Linked DNA regions of Mus musculus: region 1 is linked to region 2. A link is a contact called in public Hi-C data. All regions are on one chromosome and are shown on one strand. Each heading gives the region's core, a stretch centred on a gene start, on an enhancer-like site or on the middle of the called end of the contact. The rest is flanking DNA. Distances are from core to core; before and after follow the strand shown. Region 1 has its middle 17 kb from the start of AW549542. Region 2 has its middle 32 kb from the start of Gm7538.

Region 1 (3,366 bases), core at 2-2,501, 400 kb before region 2:
CGAACTCAGGTCCTCTGGATTGTGCACCTCCCCCACCCCAGTCTTTGAACGCTTAATTTTTTGTCTCAGACACTCAATGGATGGGATCTTAGCATGGCTTTACCATGCCTGCCTCCTGTCAAGCTTTTCAGTTTTCCTGGGTAGATAATGAGGCTCAGACTGCTGGATCACTCAGTAACTCTGTGTTTAACTCAGTAAAAAATGTCCCTGAAAGTCTTCCCACAAGTGTGGGTTTGCATCCATAGGAGATGGTTCCAAGCCTTCAATCAGAATTCCAGAAGGATTATCAAAGGGCTGGGGATGTAGCTCAGCTGACGGAGTGGTTGTCTAGCACGAACGAGGTCAGAGGTTCCATCTCCAGCATCTCTAATCCCAGCACTTAAGAGGTGGAGGCAGGAGGATCAGGAGGGTTAACTCATCCTCAACTACATAGAGGGTTTGAGACCTGCTTGGGCTCCAGGGGACCCAGTTCAGAGAGAAGAGCAGAAAGCAGCAGGGTTACAACAGCTGTCTCTCAAGCTCCTTTGCGGTCTCTCCTCTGGTGCTTTGGCAGGCATTCGGATGCAGAGCATACAGGATCGGAGCAGAATCGCTTCCGTCTCCCGTGGTGGAGACACAGGAGGGATGCTTGGAGCCAAGCAAGGATCCTTGGGCAGAGGGAGCCAGGCTGAGTCTTGGAGGTGGTCTTGTATTTCCCAGACTCTCTTGGCAGGGTCCGGCTGGCTGAAGCCGCCTCTTCCTCTGGAAGTGCTCACGCTTGGCAAGGCTTGTCTGGGGCCCCACCCCCGCGAGCAGCAGATGCGCTTCATTGCTCTGATTACTGCAAAAAAGCGGTGGCCGGGGCCCAGGGCACGTCTAAGGATCACTTAGGGCCCCAGGAAAGCGGGGGAGTCCTTGCAGAGGGTCAGCCTGCACACACCCCGGGAGCAGGTGTTCTGCGAACTTCTCTCACAGGCCTGCCAAAACCGTCCACCCGCGAGGTGAGGCAGCACGCACGCAGCCCAGCTATTCCATCCCGGGGGGCCTCTTGGGAAGCAGCTGGCAGGGGCAGCCCAGGGCATGTGCGGTGGCCTGTGGGATGTGGGCTGAGGACTCTGGCTGACCCTAGGCCCTTCATCTTCGTGCTTTCTGCTTGTGGGCCCGGTTGTAGATTTTCCGGGCACCTTCTTGGGAGAGAGGGCAGGCAGGATCCAGTTTCATGGCCTATTCAGAGAGCAGAGTAGCCCGGGCATTCCCGGTCCCAGCATCACTGTGGTTACCGTGTTATTTATGGCGCCCTCCTGACTCCCGCTGCTATTAGGCCTCTGGGTGGGGCACAATGCACTCATCCATCCATCAATCAGCCCATTCCAGCCCGTGTAGAGTAGAGGGTATCTGGTTCTCTTGCAGTCGGGCCCCAGCGTTGTTCTAGAAATGTCAGGAATAGAATATGGTTCAGTGGTGAAGCATGTCCCGAGCATGCACAAAGTCCTAGGTTCAAACTCCAGTACCCCCAACAAAACAAAACACTGCCAAAAGGAATTACTCTATGTAGCTACCTACATTGCTTTCCTTCCTTTTAATTTTAATCTACATTTTATTTATTTATTGCGTGTGTGGGTAGGGTTCCCTCCTTCCACTATGTGGGTCCTGGGGACCCAAGTCAGGACATGAGGCTTGGTGGTAAGCATCTTTACCCACCCACTGAGCCATCTTCCTGACCTAATCTTGCCCTCCTACTTTGAGACAGTCTCTCAACATGGCCCTGTCTGGCCAGAAACTTACCCTGTTGACCAGGGTGACCTTGAACTCACAGAGTTCACAGATCCTTTTGCCTCTGCCTCCGGAGTGCTGGAGTTAGGGTGTGTGCAACCCTGGTCAGCATTGTCTGCTTCTTAAGGGTAAAGTTTGGCACTGTTAAATTTCTTCTACTCCTCCTCCTCCCCATCCTCCTCTCCTTTCTTCTTCTTCTTCTTCTTCTTCTTCTTCTTCTTCTTCTTCTTCTTCTTCTTCTTCTTCTTCTTCTTCTTCTTCTTCTTCTTCTTCTTCTTCTTCTTTTCTTCCCCCTCCTCCCCCCTCCTCCATTCCTTCCTCCTCCTCCCCATCCTTGTTCTTTCCTATCCTTATCTACTTTTCTGTCCTCTTTCTCCCTCCTCCTCTTCTTTATCCTCCTTTCCTCTTCTTCCTTTCCTTTCCTCCCCTCCTCCTCTCCCTTTTTTTCCTTCTCCTCCTCCCCCTTTTCCTCCCTCTCCTCCCCTCCTCCCCTCTTCTTCCTTTTCCTCTTTCTCCTTTCCCTCCCCCTCTTCCTTCTCCTCCTCCCCTTTTCCTCCCTCCCCTCCCCTCCCTCTTCCCCCCTTTCCTCCCCTCCACTCCTCCCTCCTCCTCCCCTTCTTCTCTCCCTCCTCTTCCTCTCCTCTCCTCTCCTTCTTCTCCTCTGCTTTTCTGTCATCCTTTCCCCTCCTCCTCTTCTCCCTTCTCTCTTCTTTCTTTTTTCTCCTTTCCCCTTCTCCTCCCCTTCTTCCCCATCCCTCTCCTCCTCTTCCTTTCTTTCCCTTCCCTTCCCTTCCCTTCCCTTCCCTTCCCTTCCCTTCCCTTCCCTTCCCTTCCCTCCCCTCCCCTCCCCTCCCCTCCCCTCCCCTCCCCTTCCCTTCCCTCTCCTCCTCCTCCCTCCCTTCCTCCCTCTCTTCCTCCTCCTCCTCCTTCTTTAGATAGTGCAGGCTGGTTGGTGGGATAAGAAGTAGATGTGAAACAATCCTCAGAGCCTTGTGTGCCAGCATCAAACAACAAGGACCTGGTCTGGAAACAAGGTAGAAGGTGAGGATTGACCTTTGAGATTGTTCTTTGACCTGAGTCAACATATCACAGACCCTTCCTCCCCCAGCACACAGACATAAAATGTGACAATTATAATTTTATGCTCTAGCAGACTGGGCACTTTGCTTTGAAAGGTCTGGAAGGAGAAGTTCAGAGAAACTGTTACACTGGGTGTGGTGCAGGATCCTCATGCACACACGTACACACGCATCCATCCATGCATGCATGCATGAACACACAGCAGCCTGAGCCTTCTGACTGACCGTGGAGGCGGTTGTTCTTCTGCGGGTCAGCTCATGAGGTACAACTTTGTCACCAGCCCACTCTTCTTATGCACAAACTTAGGCAAACGGGTAAGACACCAGGCTGTGATCAAGCAGTCCCTAGTAGGTGGAATAACTGGGAGAACCCTATGTTTTCAAATACACCATGCTGATCATGCTAATCCCATCTGACAGGATCCTAGACTCACTGGGGAGACCAGCCTGTGGGGGATTACCTTGACAACATTAATTGATATGGGATGACGTAGCTTGCTTTTGGGCAGAGGATCCTGGGCTGTATCAAGTGGAG
Region 2 (3,466 bases), core at 658-3,157:
CACTCCCCAAGTGTCTGGTACAGCAGGTCTGGAGTGGGGACCTAGCATTGACATTATAATGAATATTTGTTCTGAGTGCTGCTGCTGGTGGTGGTGGTGGTCTAGAGGCCTAAGATGGATAGCGAATTCTCTCGGGGAACAGCAATGGAAGAGAAGGATCGAACAGGGATGGCAGAGAAGCCAAGGGGACCAAAAGAAGGGAATTACCACTTGGGAAATGGGGAGAGATGACAAGGAGACAAGAACGTGTTGGGGGCCATGGGGGACAGAGAGGCAAGGAGTGAGAAGGGAAAGCAGGGGTTGATACAGGAGCTTAAATGGTTGCATTCTTGTTTGAAAAGAGGTGACGGCCAAAGAGAAGAAAAGGGCAGGGCAAGGCTGAGCATCCAGTGATGGTTGAACACACAGTGTTGGTAACAGGACAGTGAGCCTTGTGCACCTGTCACTCTCCACCCCCGCGCCCACCGAAAGCACGATGCATGTGAAGTTTCATTTCCCACACAGCTGCACACGCCATTCTTTCAGGTTCTGGCTTCCACTGCTCACTTGCTCTGTGATTCCCTGTTCCCTTCCTCTTAACTAGCTAGCAGCCCCTGGCTTGCTTATTTTGCCAAGAAACCCAAAGCACTCAGGGCGCCTTGATTTTCATCTCTAATATTTAGATTGCCTGATAAAAAAGTAAAGATCCACTAGGTATAAACATGCTTGTAAGAATACTATGGGATGTTTTTGCGCACGCGAGTGTGTGTGTGTGTGTGTGTGTGTGTGTGTGTGTGTGTGTGTGTGCATGGCACTGTACATATGCAGAGATCAGAGAACAACTTGTAAGAGCCAGTTCTGGTTCTCTGCTTCCACCGTGTGGGTCCTAGGGATTGAACTCAGGACATCAGACTTGGTGGCAAGCACCTTTAGCTGCTGAGCCATATTGCCGTCCCAAACGCTATAGACTTTTACAGATTTATTTTTACATCAAATCCACTTTGGTTCTAATTGCTTCCGAAGCTAGGCCACCTCTTGGGACTGTTGACATTATGGTGGTGTGTGTGTGACTTTCCAGATATCTAGAGTTCTTATATTCATACATATTCATCGAAGATTATTTGAAACAAAATTAGGCTGTGTGATTCTTATTGTATCAGGACTTGATGGTTCATTAATCGGATGTCATTTGCATTTCTGTGTGGACTGGGATTCTGGCCTGTGGTTGTGCCTCATTACTGAGTACTCCTCTTCTGGTAGTTTCAGAATCAAATCTCCATTGGTCAATAACGGATGAGCGATCTTGTAGTTTGGTCAATAATGGATCTTGTAGTCCGAGTTCTACCCCAATTACAAGCAGCGTGGATCAAAACATCTACGCTCTTCTGGGTGCTAATTTTGAAAATGTGCGCTATAACAGACATGAAATGAAAAAAGGCCCTACCTACTCTGCCCTTGACAATTCTGTTCTGTCCTGTTTATAATTTTTCGATGCTTGAGAAGGATCTTGACTCGTTTTCCTTGTGGTTTTTTTGTTTGGATTTTGTTTTGGAGTTGACTGGTGAAACCCAGGGCCTTCCACGGGTTAAGCACTGCTCTCTGCAGAGCAAGGTCCTCACCCATCCCACTGATATTTCCTTTCTACCGGGTCCTAGGGGTGGTGCTAAAACTTGAAAATATCATAATCATCGCTCTCTCCCCCTGTGTCTTTTAGGGGGAGATTGTCCTAAAAGGTAACAAGAGCATCAGGGCGGGAATTCAAAGACCAAGTTCTCACTCAGCTCTCCCTCCCCGTGATAGGAAAACACCAGTTTCCCCAGCTAAAGGGAATTGCATCTGAGCTTGGTTTCTCTGCTCTCTTTGCACTCTGGTGCACGCCGCTGTTTTCCGTGAGCCCTCCCCCCCCCAAGCCTGTATAACTTACGGTCCACACCACGTGGTCACCCGCACCCCACCCAGCTTCCCATGACTCAGTCCCCCACACTCATCCCTGAGTCATGAGAGAATGGAACGGCTTAGTAAAGCCGGGCACGCAGCCAGAGAGCGACAGAACGTGTCCAGAAAAATCAGGGATTCTCTTTTCTGCCAGAGAGGCACGGGTGGACACAGTCGATTCTTCGTGGCTGGGCTGGAGGACTTTCTGAATGCTGGCTGCCGGGGAGTGGGGGTGAGGGCGTTCCTCCCTGTGCTTGGCAGCCATTGGGAACAGGCTTGTTATTCAGCAAGCAAAGGAACTAACAGCCGAACTACCATGGGACCGACCATGGCGAACTTTCCTCCTATGTCTCCTTGAGATACCTTGCCAGGGTTTGCATGAGAAGATTCCCCCAGGGGGTCCATGGGTTTGAACACTCAGTCCCCAGTAAGCGGCGCTGTTTGGGGGAGGTGGCGGAGCCTAACTGGCACCACAGGGGCACAGGGATAGGTCTAGAGGTTTATGGTCCAGACCTGCTTCCTGGCCTAGCTCTTGGCACCCCCACCAGCTACTGACATGCAACCAGGCACTTGCCTTGCTGAGACAGTGGACTGGATGCCCTGAAGCGCGAGTCAAAATAAACGTCTGTTTTTAAGTCATGTATCTGATCATTGCGACTGCAACAGACATCTTCATTATAAGCCAGCCGTTTTCTCTCCCTGACTAATAGAAACTGAATTTGTTGAGCAGTCAGTGTGTTTCAGGCTCTATCCTTGGCACTTGGAGTATCTTATTCCATTCGGTCCTCAGACAACCCCTTGATAGACACTGCTGTCATATTTATTGTAAAGTGGAGAAACTGAGTCTCAGGGAGGCAGTCAAAGTACATTGCCACATATTTAAGAGAGGGTGATCTTCTGGCTTTGTGTATAACTGTGATAAGCATGGAATAAAAGTGTCTAGTGGATATTAATAACCCTCAGTTATATGAATATGCAAATGATTCTGATACCACGCTCCTACCAGGAGCTGTCCAAAAGTGAGTGATTTAAAACTGTGAATGTCTGTTATCTTACACCTTCTGTTGGTCAGGACTGTGGGAGTAGCATCGCTGCGGTTCTGTCTCATTGGCTCACATGATCAGGAGTGTAGCCATCTCATTGAAGGGTTCAACTGGGCATAAGTCCATTTCCAAGCTTTTCTGTGAGGTGGTGTCGGGAAGAACCAGCAACTCTCTGTGTGGGTCTTTCTTCTTCTAAAGCAGCTTCAATAGGTCAATAGAGAGGGAAAGAGGAAGAGGGAGATGGAGGGAGGGAGGGGAAGAAACAGGAGAAGGAGAGGGGAGAGGAAAGGAGATCTTGATGGGAACAAAGGAAGGAAGAAAGGGAGAGAAGATGGGAAAGAGAGAGACATTGCTGTAACTGTGTTGCCTAACTCAAAAGTGATACTCTTTTGAGTGTCTTCTTTTGGCTTCTGCCAAAAGTATCTTCTGCTGGATGCTATTGGTCCTACAAACCAGCCCTGGGAGAAAGTGAAGTGCATCCCATCCCTATAGGATCACCCAGAGTCACC

What was found. A called contact is a pair of places that touch in the nucleus more often than the background predicts.
Region 1: a contact with region 2 is called in a Hi-C map of myocytes, with 1.6 times the contacts expected there. The contact joins two enhancer-like sites. A contact is called at or near these places in 2 of 484 Hi-C or Micro-C datasets (liver and myocytes) and 1 of 9 other capture datasets (embryonic stem cells).

What each region holds. Positions count from the first base shown.
Region 1 is chr5:119,561,521-119,564,886 of GRCm38.p6, reverse strand. No RefSeq gene overlaps it. Among named protein-coding and RNA genes, the nearest start is that of AW549542, 17 kb to the left of the region's middle. Within about 2 kb of position 1,251, at least 20 of the 459 cell types and tissues checked have an H3K27ac peak or open chromatin away from gene starts, as enhancers often do. A contact at or near this core is called in myocytes, where this site is marked.
Region 2 is chr5:119,166,487-119,169,952 of GRCm38.p6, reverse strand. No RefSeq gene overlaps it. Among named protein-coding and RNA genes, the nearest start is that of Gm7538, 32 kb to the left of the region's middle. Within about 2 kb of position 1,907, at least 92 of the 459 cell types and tissues checked have an H3K27ac peak or open chromatin away from gene starts, as enhancers often do. A contact at or near this core is called in myocytes, where this site is marked.